Linked DNA regions of Mus musculus: region 1 is linked to region 2. Evidence: chromatin contacts called from public HiCAR-type data. All regions are on one chromosome and are shown on one strand. The core of a region is the stretch at or near the end of the contact, and the rest is flanking DNA. Distances in the headings are between cores, read along the strand shown. Region 1 holds the start of Tor1aip1 (torsin A interacting protein 1). Region 2 holds the start of Rgs16 (regulator of G-protein signaling 16).

Region 1 (5,261 bases), core at 1,120-3,619, 2.3 Mb after region 2:
CTCACGTGCACATACTCACACAGGTACGTGCAGCTGCAAACCATGGAAGTGAAACAACATACAAACCACTACTTGTTGCTTTACGACAAAAATGCTACTTTAGCAAGTTAAAAGGTTAGGCCCTTGGTCCTGTGAAGGCTCTATGCCCCAGTGTAGGGGAATGCCAGGGCCAGGGAGAGGGATTGGATTGGTTGGGGGGGGGGGGGGATATAGGGGAGTTTTCGGAGGGGAAATGAGGAAAGGGGATAACATTTGAAATGTAAATAAAGAAAATATAAAAAATTAAAAGGTAGGTTCAAGAGTCAGGTAAAAGAAATGTTTAAATCCTCTAAAAATGTATAAAAGGTAAACTGAATTTAGGTGCAGGAGGCTCTGTGGGAAAGTCAATAAAAAGTAACAGTTACATTGCCTCCCATGTGCAAACACTGTCTCAGTTTCTGAGACAGAATTAACACAAGTACCTAAATTTCGACCAGGCATACATGCGTGACAGGTTCCTTTTTTTTTCTCCCAACTTTGCCATCTTAAAAGAAATGCTGACATGTATAAGCAAATAAACTGTCTCCTTACATCCAAAAGAGCATGCACATCTCTAGCATAAAGTTTCCCAAATGAACAGATCTTCAAGTGTGTCAGGACTTTAAGGGCAAGTAGGTAAATCTGCAAGCCAGTTTACTGTGCTCTAAGCTTTAAATCCACTCCTGTTCAGATGCATCAAATGTATTAGGGAGGCCATCCCACTGTGACTCTAACCCTCAGAATTTTACCTCATAATTAGGTGACTGACATGGGGCTTACTGGAACCACCTGTGACTCAGTTATATCCGAGTGCAGGGAATAAGAGGATGGCTTGAAGAATTTGGTTCATCTGTGTGACTTAACTAAAACTATAGTACACACCCTGTTGGCATCTGGGGCTTCATATATAAGCTTTACTAATAAATAGAACCTTGTTTTGTTTCAGTAGTTTGTCAGTCTTGACTTGTTTAGCTACTTAAGATTACCGTGATGGCCTCCAATCTGGGGGGAAAGTCTGGCAGAGACCAGACTCTGTATTTGGAGTAATGTCACCAACCCATTCATTAAAGTCAGCTACTCCTCGTAGCATCCGCCTAGAAATGATCTCGTTTTCCCAATCTTGGTGAAAAAAAAAAAAAACGAAAGAAACCGACTGGAAAGTTAACTTAAAAACAGGATTTTCAGCTGGGGACTTGGGGCCCCCGAGATTTAAAAAAAAAAAAAAAAAAAAAAAAAAGGAAATGGAAGTGGCTTCAGTAGAAACTTCAGAGGACGGAAATGAAACCGAGCGCAGAGTAGTTTGGGGCTCCGACAATGGCTTAGCCGCCGACCTCTAGCAAAAGCCTACAGAAAGAGGAGACCTAGACCCCCCAAACTGAAGCTCCAGGACTAGGCAGAGCTGCCCGCCTCCGCTCGGGTCACTTCGCACCACCACCTTCCCGCGCGGCCCACTGCGTCCTTCCCTCTTGAGGGTCCGGGTGGACTCAATCCGGGAGTGCGCGCCCAAAGGGCCGCAGAAATCACCAGGACCCAGGCGGGGCCGGAGCGGGGCCGGCCTCCACGGGGGCGCGCCTGCCGCCGCGTGCCCGCCGCCGCGCGCGCTCCCGAGCCCGCAGCCGAGACTGTTACCTTCGCGGTCCTCACTGGAGGACGGAGAGTCCCGTAACCCTCGGCCGCTCGTGGCCGGAGACAGCTGCGGCTGCTGTGAGTGCTGCTCAAGGCGAGCAGACCTCCGCGTCTTCATCTCCTCGGCTTCCTGGGCTCGCCGCTGCCTCCGTGGTCGAGAGCGAAGGTTGTAAGCGCTTTCTCTCACTTCCTCTCCCGCAGAAGCCGGCCGGAACTTTTCTGGCGGGGTTCGTCTCCCCCCCGGAGACCTTTCTTTGGCCGCCCGGGGCTCGAAGTCGCCGTACACTTCTGCCGGCTCCTCTGAAAACCTCACTTCCCGTCGTCCGCGGCGCGACGGGTGAGCTCCGTACGCAGGCGCGTCACTGCTGTCGCCATTTCGCGGGTCGAGCCTCCGCCTTCCCTCCCGGATGGGGGCTCTGGGTGTGACGTAGATGGCCCAACCTTCTCCGGGCCCCTCGGCCTGCCACCTTTCTCCCGCCATAGTTGTTTACGTAGCTGGTAGTCGGTTCGTGGCGATAGATTGGCCGCAGATAGATTCCGCTGCGGGTAGTGGCGATGGCTTCGGGGAGGTTGTCGCAGTGGTCAGGGAGGCAGTTGAGAGTCGCCGGGGCCGCCGCCTGCGTCCTCGCTCGTGTGCCACCAACCAGCCTCCAGGCCCATGGTGTGTCCTGAGGGCTGTCGGAGAGGCAGTGCCCGAGCTGGGTCAGCTGCTGCGGGTCACTCCCGCCTCCTGGCTGAAGGCACCAAAGAGGAGGAGAAGGGGGAGGAGGACGTCTCTGTCCTTGGCCTTGGAGGGAAAGGTGGGGGCGACCAGGAGGTGGTAGGACAAGTGGCCTGTGCCAAGCTGCTGATGGCCAGTTGCCCACCACCGGGGGCGCTGGTCCTGGCTCCCAGAGGCTTTGGGAAAGGGCAAGTTTCAGTCCTTGATCCCAAGCTGTTGCGCAGTTCCCCTGCTACTTTGGCCACTCCTTTTCAAATGTCCCTGGGAGGAGAAATGATCAGAAAGGCAATTCTGCATGTCATCTTATGGCGAAAATTATAGTTTCATGGACCTTTATGAAATTGCTTTTACCCAGTTTAAAATTTTTATTCACCTGTTGACCCTTTAAAATTGTGTTTAGTTACACTCTTGGGGTGTGTTTCCATTTTTGAGTCGTAGCCATATCAACCATATTCTTGAATTTTCACGTGAATGGTATACCAATAAGCTATACCCTAGCCCTAAAAAAAAAAAAAATCGATTTTGAGTTTTTATTTGGAAGCCACATAACAGTGATTTTGAAAAAAAACTTAAAAGTATTTGCCTTTTTCCAGTATTTTAAATAATGACCTTAAGTTGTTACTCAAACTTAGACAAATTCCCAGTTACTAGAATTTTCACAAATAGTCTATAAATTTGGTCAGCAACACAGATGACTCAAGAGTCATGTTTGGAGCTTCATTTAGCATTGTTTATTAACTACAAAGAAGGGGAGCCATAAGGAGACAGCTGCCCTTTTTTTAAAGATGTGTGTGTGTGTGTGTGTGTGTGTGTAAGTGAGTGAAAGGAGGGAGGGAGGGTGATCTCTGCCTGTCCTGGAACTGTAGACTAGACTGGCCTCAGCCTCACAGAGATCAACCTGCCGCTGCTCCCCAAACGCTAGGATTAAGGGTGTGGGCCACCACACTTGGTAGCACTTTTTTAGAAAACAAAACTTAAGGAAAAACGAAAGTGATACTCATTCGTGGTAGCCTGAAAACTGGGTGTGGCTTTTTTTTTTCTACAAAACGCTGAGAAGTACTGATAACTTGGTAATGTTTGGCTTGTGTCTTTTCCAGTAATGCTTTGTTTGTAAAGTGCCTATTTACACAGTCAACAATCACAAAAATTCTTTAATAGATGTACAGCAGTGAAAGGATATAAATTTTTGTAGTGTTTATATTCTAAGCTCATAAGGCAGTGTGTGCAACAGATGACTAAAGACACCTGGGTGCTGGCTTGTTAAACTCTGGTTTGAAGGATACATGAAAAAGAAAGTGAAGAGGTTCTATACATAATTGGTCAATCAGAGAAAATGAGAGGTTACAAAGATTATTGGATAATTGGCATGTGCTTTGTTTTGTAATTAAAAGTACTTATAAAGTAGTTTTATGAGTGGCTTTTTCAAAGAAAAAATAAGGATGTTAAAGTTTAGAGGCAGTTAACTTCGCATTTAACATAGATTTGCTTAGGATTTTTCCCTCTTGCCTAGGTCATAGGTATGTGTCATCTTTAGAAGCTGTCACCCACACCTAACAACTTTGCAAAAAACAAACTTGGATTACTATGAGTTAAAGCCAAATTCTTGTCAAACCAGATATTCTGCTGTAGGTGTTTTCCAACCTCTTTTGAGCCAGCCTTGAATATATTCTAAAAGATTATTATAGACAGTAGATTCATTTCCAGTATTATAAGAGATCTTTCTGGGCCATGAGTGTGACGATCTGAGCTTTGAACTTAAAACAGTTTCTTTGGGAACTAGAAAAATGTGGAAGAATGAAGAGTTTTACTTAGAGAATTTGCCATATGTTAGAGAAGACAGATGCACAAAAATAAACTGGTATTAACTGGTATGTGTATCTGACAAAATTATTTCTAGAAATCCTGTGTTCTTTATATTGGCTCTCTAAATTAAGCAACTTTTACATTAAAAAGAAAATTGTGTATAGGTGTTTTGCCTGCATGTATGCCTGTATACCAAGTATGCCTAGTGCCAATGGAGGCCAGAGGAGGGCATTTGACCCTGGAATTGGAGTTACACAGTTGTTAGCCACCATGTGAGTGCTGAGAATCAAACCTCCATCCTCTGTAAGAACAGTCAGTACTCTTCAGCAATTTTAAATGAAAGTATTTTATTGGGGAGGGCTTTTCAAAACAGGGACTAATGTAGCCCAGACCGGCCTAGAACTCACTATATAACTGAGGCTAGCCTAGACCTCCTGATTCTCTTGCTCTAACCTCCCAAGTGCTAGGATTACAGATATATGTCACTGTCACCATGCCTGGCAAAACACTTAAAAATATTTCTTAATTATTGAAAGATCGAGGAGGGTGGATTACCTAAGTCTCTCTCTCTCTTTTTTTTTTTTTTTTTTTTTTTTTTTTGGCTTTTCGAGACAGGGTTTCTCTGTATAGCCCTGGCTGTCCTGGAACTCACTTTGTAGACCAGGCTGGCCTCGAACTCAGAAATCCGCCTGCCTCTGCCTCCCGAGTGCTGGGATTAAAGGCGTGCACCACCAAGCCTGGCTGCCTAAGTCTTAAGAGTACTTACTGTCCTTGCTGTTCCCAGCACCCACATGGCGCCTCAATAGCTTGTAGCCCAGCTGTAGGTGACCTGATGCCCTCCACTGGCCTCCGTAAACACCAAGAGCATGGTTCACATTAACTCCCATAGCTGCACTATACACATATAAGTAAAATATTGGTTTATTATGCATAATCACTTTTTTAAAAATCTTTTGGTTTTTGGAAATAGGGTTCCTCTGTGTAGCTCTGGCTCTGTAAACCAGACTAGCCTCAAACAGAGATCTGCCTCTGCCTCCTGAGTGCTGGGATTAAAGGCCTGTGCTACCAATGCCCGGCTGCATAATCATGATTC
Region 2 (4,873 bases), core at 503-3,002:
ATCTCTTCTTCTTCCTCTTCTTCCTCTTCCTCCTCCTCCTTCTCTCTCTGTGCATGCACATTCTCAAGTGCCCTTTCTCTAGACAAGACCACTGAGCTGCATCTCCAGCCTCCTTCCTCGCCTCCCTTTCCTTTCCTCCTTCCCACTCCCTCCCATCTTCCTTTCCCGACCTTTTACTTCACAGAGCATAGAGCAGTCCTTACTGCTGGAGAAGCCCCCTAGGAGATGGAATTCTGTATCCTGAAAGTGACAAAACATTGTTTTCCTTACTGCATAGAATTCCATACAGCATAGATTTCCAGTCTATCTGTTTGCCAATCTGTTTGATTGTGTGCCAAGTCTTGTTCCAAGCGCCTTGTATATAGATGCGGGTCCTTTGGCATGCCACCCAGATCCCCTATCCTGGCCACCACCAGTGTGGTATGGTCTCTGTTATAGGCTCTGGGAGTTGCTCTTGACAGAGACATCACCTGGAGCCAGGTCAGGCATCTCAGCACAGCAGAGTCCAATAAATGGGTAATGCTAAGGCCTGCTCAGCTCCAGAAGTAGACACTTGCAAAGGTCTACACAACTCTAGAACATCCTTGAAGACCCTCTGGGCGTGGGGTGGGGTCTCTGTGTGCAGCATAACTGCTCTGCTCTTCTCTCAGTTCGTTTCTGAGAATTATCCCTAGCATGCCTGCTACCCCTACAGAATGCTCCCTGGGGAAGTCCAGCTCTCCAAAAAGGTCTTCAGTCCCCACCACACCTTATGAAATAAGTATGGTGATGTCTAAACCCCAGACACAAAGAAATGGAAAGATGGAGTCTCTAAGGTCTCTCATAATTATACAGCAGAAACATGATTTGAAACTCCATAACTATCTACCCTTAACCTTACCTGCTGCTTCTTAGTAGCAATCTCGAAGGGAGCTCCCGAGGGCCAGCCGGGAAGACAATGGCACCTTTAAGGCAGGATGAGGAGGGGAACTAAGCAGTTGCTTAGCCTCAGGATCACTTACCGGTTACAGAGCTGTTGTTACTGTTGCTTTCCAGCAGGAGCAACATGGTAAATTCAAAGCTGGATTGAGGCACCAAGACTTACCCTATAACTATAGAGCATTAGAGCAATTAAGCACGGTTGCAGAGATTTCTGCTATAATTGTGTTAAGTAAATGTTTCCGCCCATGCCTGCTGATCTTGGCCAAATCGCTAGTTTTCTGATCTTCTGATCCTTCATCTCAAAGTGGAGGTAATGACCGTGGGGGCGAATAGCTCACTTGGCTCCCGTCACCTTCGAAGACCATGGGATGGTACCTGTTCTGACCTGAGAGAGAGTGCAGTATAGTGGTGATGTACTTTTTCTTGGAATGCACCCCATGCGCCTGTCCTCCGTGAACTCTCCACCCCCTACCAAACCTCTCCTGTCACTTTTGAATTGTTTTCCTGCTTTTACTAGAGGTCGGCGTCTCTCTCTCTCTCTCTCTCTCTCTCTCTCTCTCTCTCTCTCTCTCTCTCTCTCTCTCTCTCGGCGTATGTCTGGTCTTCAAGCCTTCCTCTTCTCCTGGCACCCCAAGTCTCCGACCTTGGGGGTGGGGACAGCCCCGTGCGCTTGAGATGAGGCCCTGGGGGCTACCAGTCGTGCCCCACCCCTTCAGACTCCCCTCGCTGCCTCCTCCCTCCCAACGCCCAGCCCCACTCTCTTATTGGTCGGCGACGTTCGTCCCCGCCCCGCCCCACGGGGATAAAAGCCTTAGTAGCCACCGGCCCGGCGCGTGCCGCTCTCCAGACCTCTTCTGCGCAGCCTGGTACTTGCTACTCGCTTTTCCCTCTTCGCCCTCCGGTCCGCCACCATCCTCTCCACGACGTGCTGTCCTGCGTCCGCAACCATGTGCCGCACCCTAGCCACCTTCCCCAACACCTGCCTGGAGAGGTAAGAGGATTTTTTTTTTTTTTTTAGCAGTCCGGACGACCAAGTCCCGAATCCACTAACCCTCAGCCTTGGGAACGCGGGGAAACGGGGACAGCCGGGCAGAACTTGTTGTGCTATAAAGACCCCAAAGTGTTAAGACCTATCAGGGCATAGCCCAAGTGCTGCCTTTGTGGCCTAGAACTTGAAGACTCCAATGAGAGAAGCGCTTAGGGCCTTGGGAATGGTCAAGTGTCCCAGGTTTCTTGGGACTGAACTCTGGGTGGTGGTGTTAGTTGGGAGGCCCTCCTTCCCCAACTTCTCGGTGCTGGCAAACAAACAGAATCCTTACACCTTGATGGTTTTTCTTTCAGAGCCAAAGAGTTCAAGACGCGGCTGGGAATCTTTCTTCATAAATCAGAGCTGAGCTCCGATACTGGGGGTATTAGCAAATTCGAGTGGGCCAGTAAGCATAACAAAGAGAGGTAAGTCCTATTGTCTGTCCAGCCCTGGGGCTTTAGAGGGGAGAAGGCCTGAAAGGGAAAATAGGAGCAGACTAGCTAGGTGCCCGAAACCTCTCTCTGGAGATTTGAGTGAGACTTTACTGCTGTCCTGTGGCTGCGGAGCCCCATTGTGGAGGTGGTAGAGTCCAGGTTTGCCACCCCCAGCAGATGCCCGCGTGCAGGACATGCATCCCTGTTTCTCTGAGGATGTTGTAACACTCGAATACAGGGCTAGGGCAGGGTCTGCATCTGTCTAGAGCACTCTGCCTAGAAGCCACCTTTTATGGAACGCCAGGCGTGATGCTAGGCTTTGGGGTTGTAAGTAAATAGAGAGACTCTCTCAGCCTCCTGCTTCATTGGAGAGGTGTGCAAACCAAAGTTGAGAATCTTGGGACTAGAATCCATTTAGTTACAGAAGAAGGCGGTGTTAGGGATACTGACTGAGGACTAAAGGGTTCCTGGCAACGGTTGCTGGATGCCCAGGTGCCCCTTACATAACCTGTTTCATGGGAGCTTGAGAGGTTAGTTTTGACAACCAATAACTTCAGCCTAGGATGCTTTTGTTTGTTGATTAAAAAATATTCATTTAAAAATCTCTGCTCCCCCCATCTCCCCCCCCCCCCCACAGAAGCTTCTCAGAAGATGTACTGGGATGGAGAGAGTCTTTCGATTTGCTGCTGAACAGTAAAAGTAAGTAGGACCCTGTTGTCTGTCTGTGAAAGGCACGTGTGTGCTCATGTGCTTGGAGATTGTCCCAGCAAGGCTGAAAAAACACGGGGCCAAATAATAGTAGTAGTAATAATAACCCCAGTCCTCCAGTGTGCCAGCCTCTGTTCGGAACACAAAGACAGAGCCTTGTTCAGGAAAATTACATTCTAAAAATAGAGCCATTAACGCCAATTGCTGTCTTTTCGTCTTTTCTTCGCAGCTGTCCCCTAGTCTGACCTGTCTCCTTTCTCCCCTTACCACAGATGGGGTGGCTGCCTTCCATGCCTTCCTAAAGACGGAATTCAGTGAGGAGAACCTGGAGTTCTGGTTGGCCTGCGAGGAGTTCAAGAAGATCCGATCAGCCACCAAACTGGCGTCCAGGGCTCACCACATCTTTGACGAGTACATCCGCAGCGAAGCCCCTAAAGAGGTCAGTGTCCCAGTGCCCCAGCACTCGGCTCCGGCCTTGACTCCTCCAGACCCTGTCTGTTCCTTTCCAACTGAAAACCGAGGTCAATGAGGGAAGAGTTAGCTTTGCAGTGCAGTAGTCTGCACGGTTGGAGAAGGGTAGGGAGTCAGTGGCTGGACACTAAACTTTGCAACACAAAGTGTTATATATAGCACAGGGACGGCAAGAATTTTTTTGGGGGGGAGGGGTTCTTCTCTCCATACCAACATTTGTAAATTCGTTATTAAAAAAACAAAACAAAACAAAAACTCAGCACAAGAAAGTAGAGGAACAAAAGGCTTTGGATAACCTGACTCTGATCTGTGTCCACCCTTTGGGAACTTTTTTTGTTGTTTTTTTGTTTGTTTGTTAGGTTTTTGTTTTTTTGTTTTTTGTTTTTTGTTTCTTTTTGCAATGCCTCTGAAAGGCTATTCACAGTAGCAGTGGCGCCACCTGGTGGACACACCTGAGCAATGCTGTGTGTTTGTATCTTGTTTTCTGGCTGCTTCTGTTTATTTTACATTTACTCTGTAACGATTTAATAAGTATCACTTAACATGCAAGGAAGTTTTATTATCTTAGAGGATGTAGCAGTGAAAAGTGTAGAGTTCTAGTGGAACTCTATTGTAACGGGAGAAGATGTCAGGAACCAATTCAGTATAAGCCAGGGATGTGAACAGAGCACACAGTGAGAATTAGGGAGCCGGTGAAAGAACACACAAGGCCAAGAGTTGTAAGGATCGAGAGAGGGAAGGACATCCTGCCACAGGGAACGGGGACAGGTGAGGTCATACACATGGCTGGTGGCCAGATGCAGCCATTCTAGCTTTTCCTTTGAATGACATGGACAGGAAGCTAGGGTATTTCCAGACGGATTGGGCTCGATTTAGCAGCTGTGAGGACAGACAGACAGTGGGAGTGAGGGGAGGCAGGAGCCGAATTACTACACAGGTCCAGCGCAGAGGTGGTGACTGGAACCAGCAGAGGAGTAGCATTCATAAAAGGCCTCATGTTAGTCTTGAGAGATCAGAGGACCAACCCCTGGGTCTGAAGTGGGAACTGTCCTAGACCCGAAAAGCTGGTGAGTGGGGCTGAAGAGATGGCTCAGTGGTTAAGAGCACTTGCTGTAGAGGACATAGGTCACCCCACACTATACATCCAGAACTCCTATATTTTATCACCAGCATGGCAGCTCACAACCTCCTTTAACTCCATTTCTGGGGATCCTTCAGGCCTCTAGAGGCTCCTATGTACATGCGGTGCACACACTTATGCAGGCACATATACATACAGATCACATATACTCATATACACATATATACATGC

What was found. HiCAR-type assays count read pairs that join an accessible place to other places.
Region 1: a contact with region 2 is called in a HiCAR-type map of astrocytes, with 4 times the contacts expected there. The contact joins the promoter of Tor1aip1 here to the promoter of Rgs16 in region 2. A contact is called at or near these places in 2 of 39 promoter capture datasets (neutrophils and pre-B cells), 2 of 115 datasets of contacts at active chromatin or transcription factors (astrocytes and thymic regulatory T cells) and 1 of 9 other capture datasets (liver).

Annotation. Positions count from the first base shown.
Region 1 is chr1:156,034,111-156,039,371 of GRCm38.p6, forward strand. Tor1aip1 (torsin A interacting protein 1) reads right to left here and starts at 2,370. Exons shown (of 10, transcript NM_001160018.1): 1 at 1,648-2,370. The coding sequence starts at 2,125. It overlaps Tor1aip2 (torsin A interacting protein 2), which reads left to right and starts at 1,554. Exons shown (of 7, transcript NM_172843.4): 1 at 1,554-1,998.
Region 2 is chr1:153,738,601-153,743,473 of GRCm38.p6, forward strand. Rgs16 (regulator of G-protein signaling 16) reads left to right here and starts at 1,753. Exons shown (of 5, transcript NM_011267.3): 1 at 1,753-1,912; 2 at 2,263-2,373; 3 at 3,020-3,081; 4 at 3,363-3,529. The coding sequence starts at 1,869.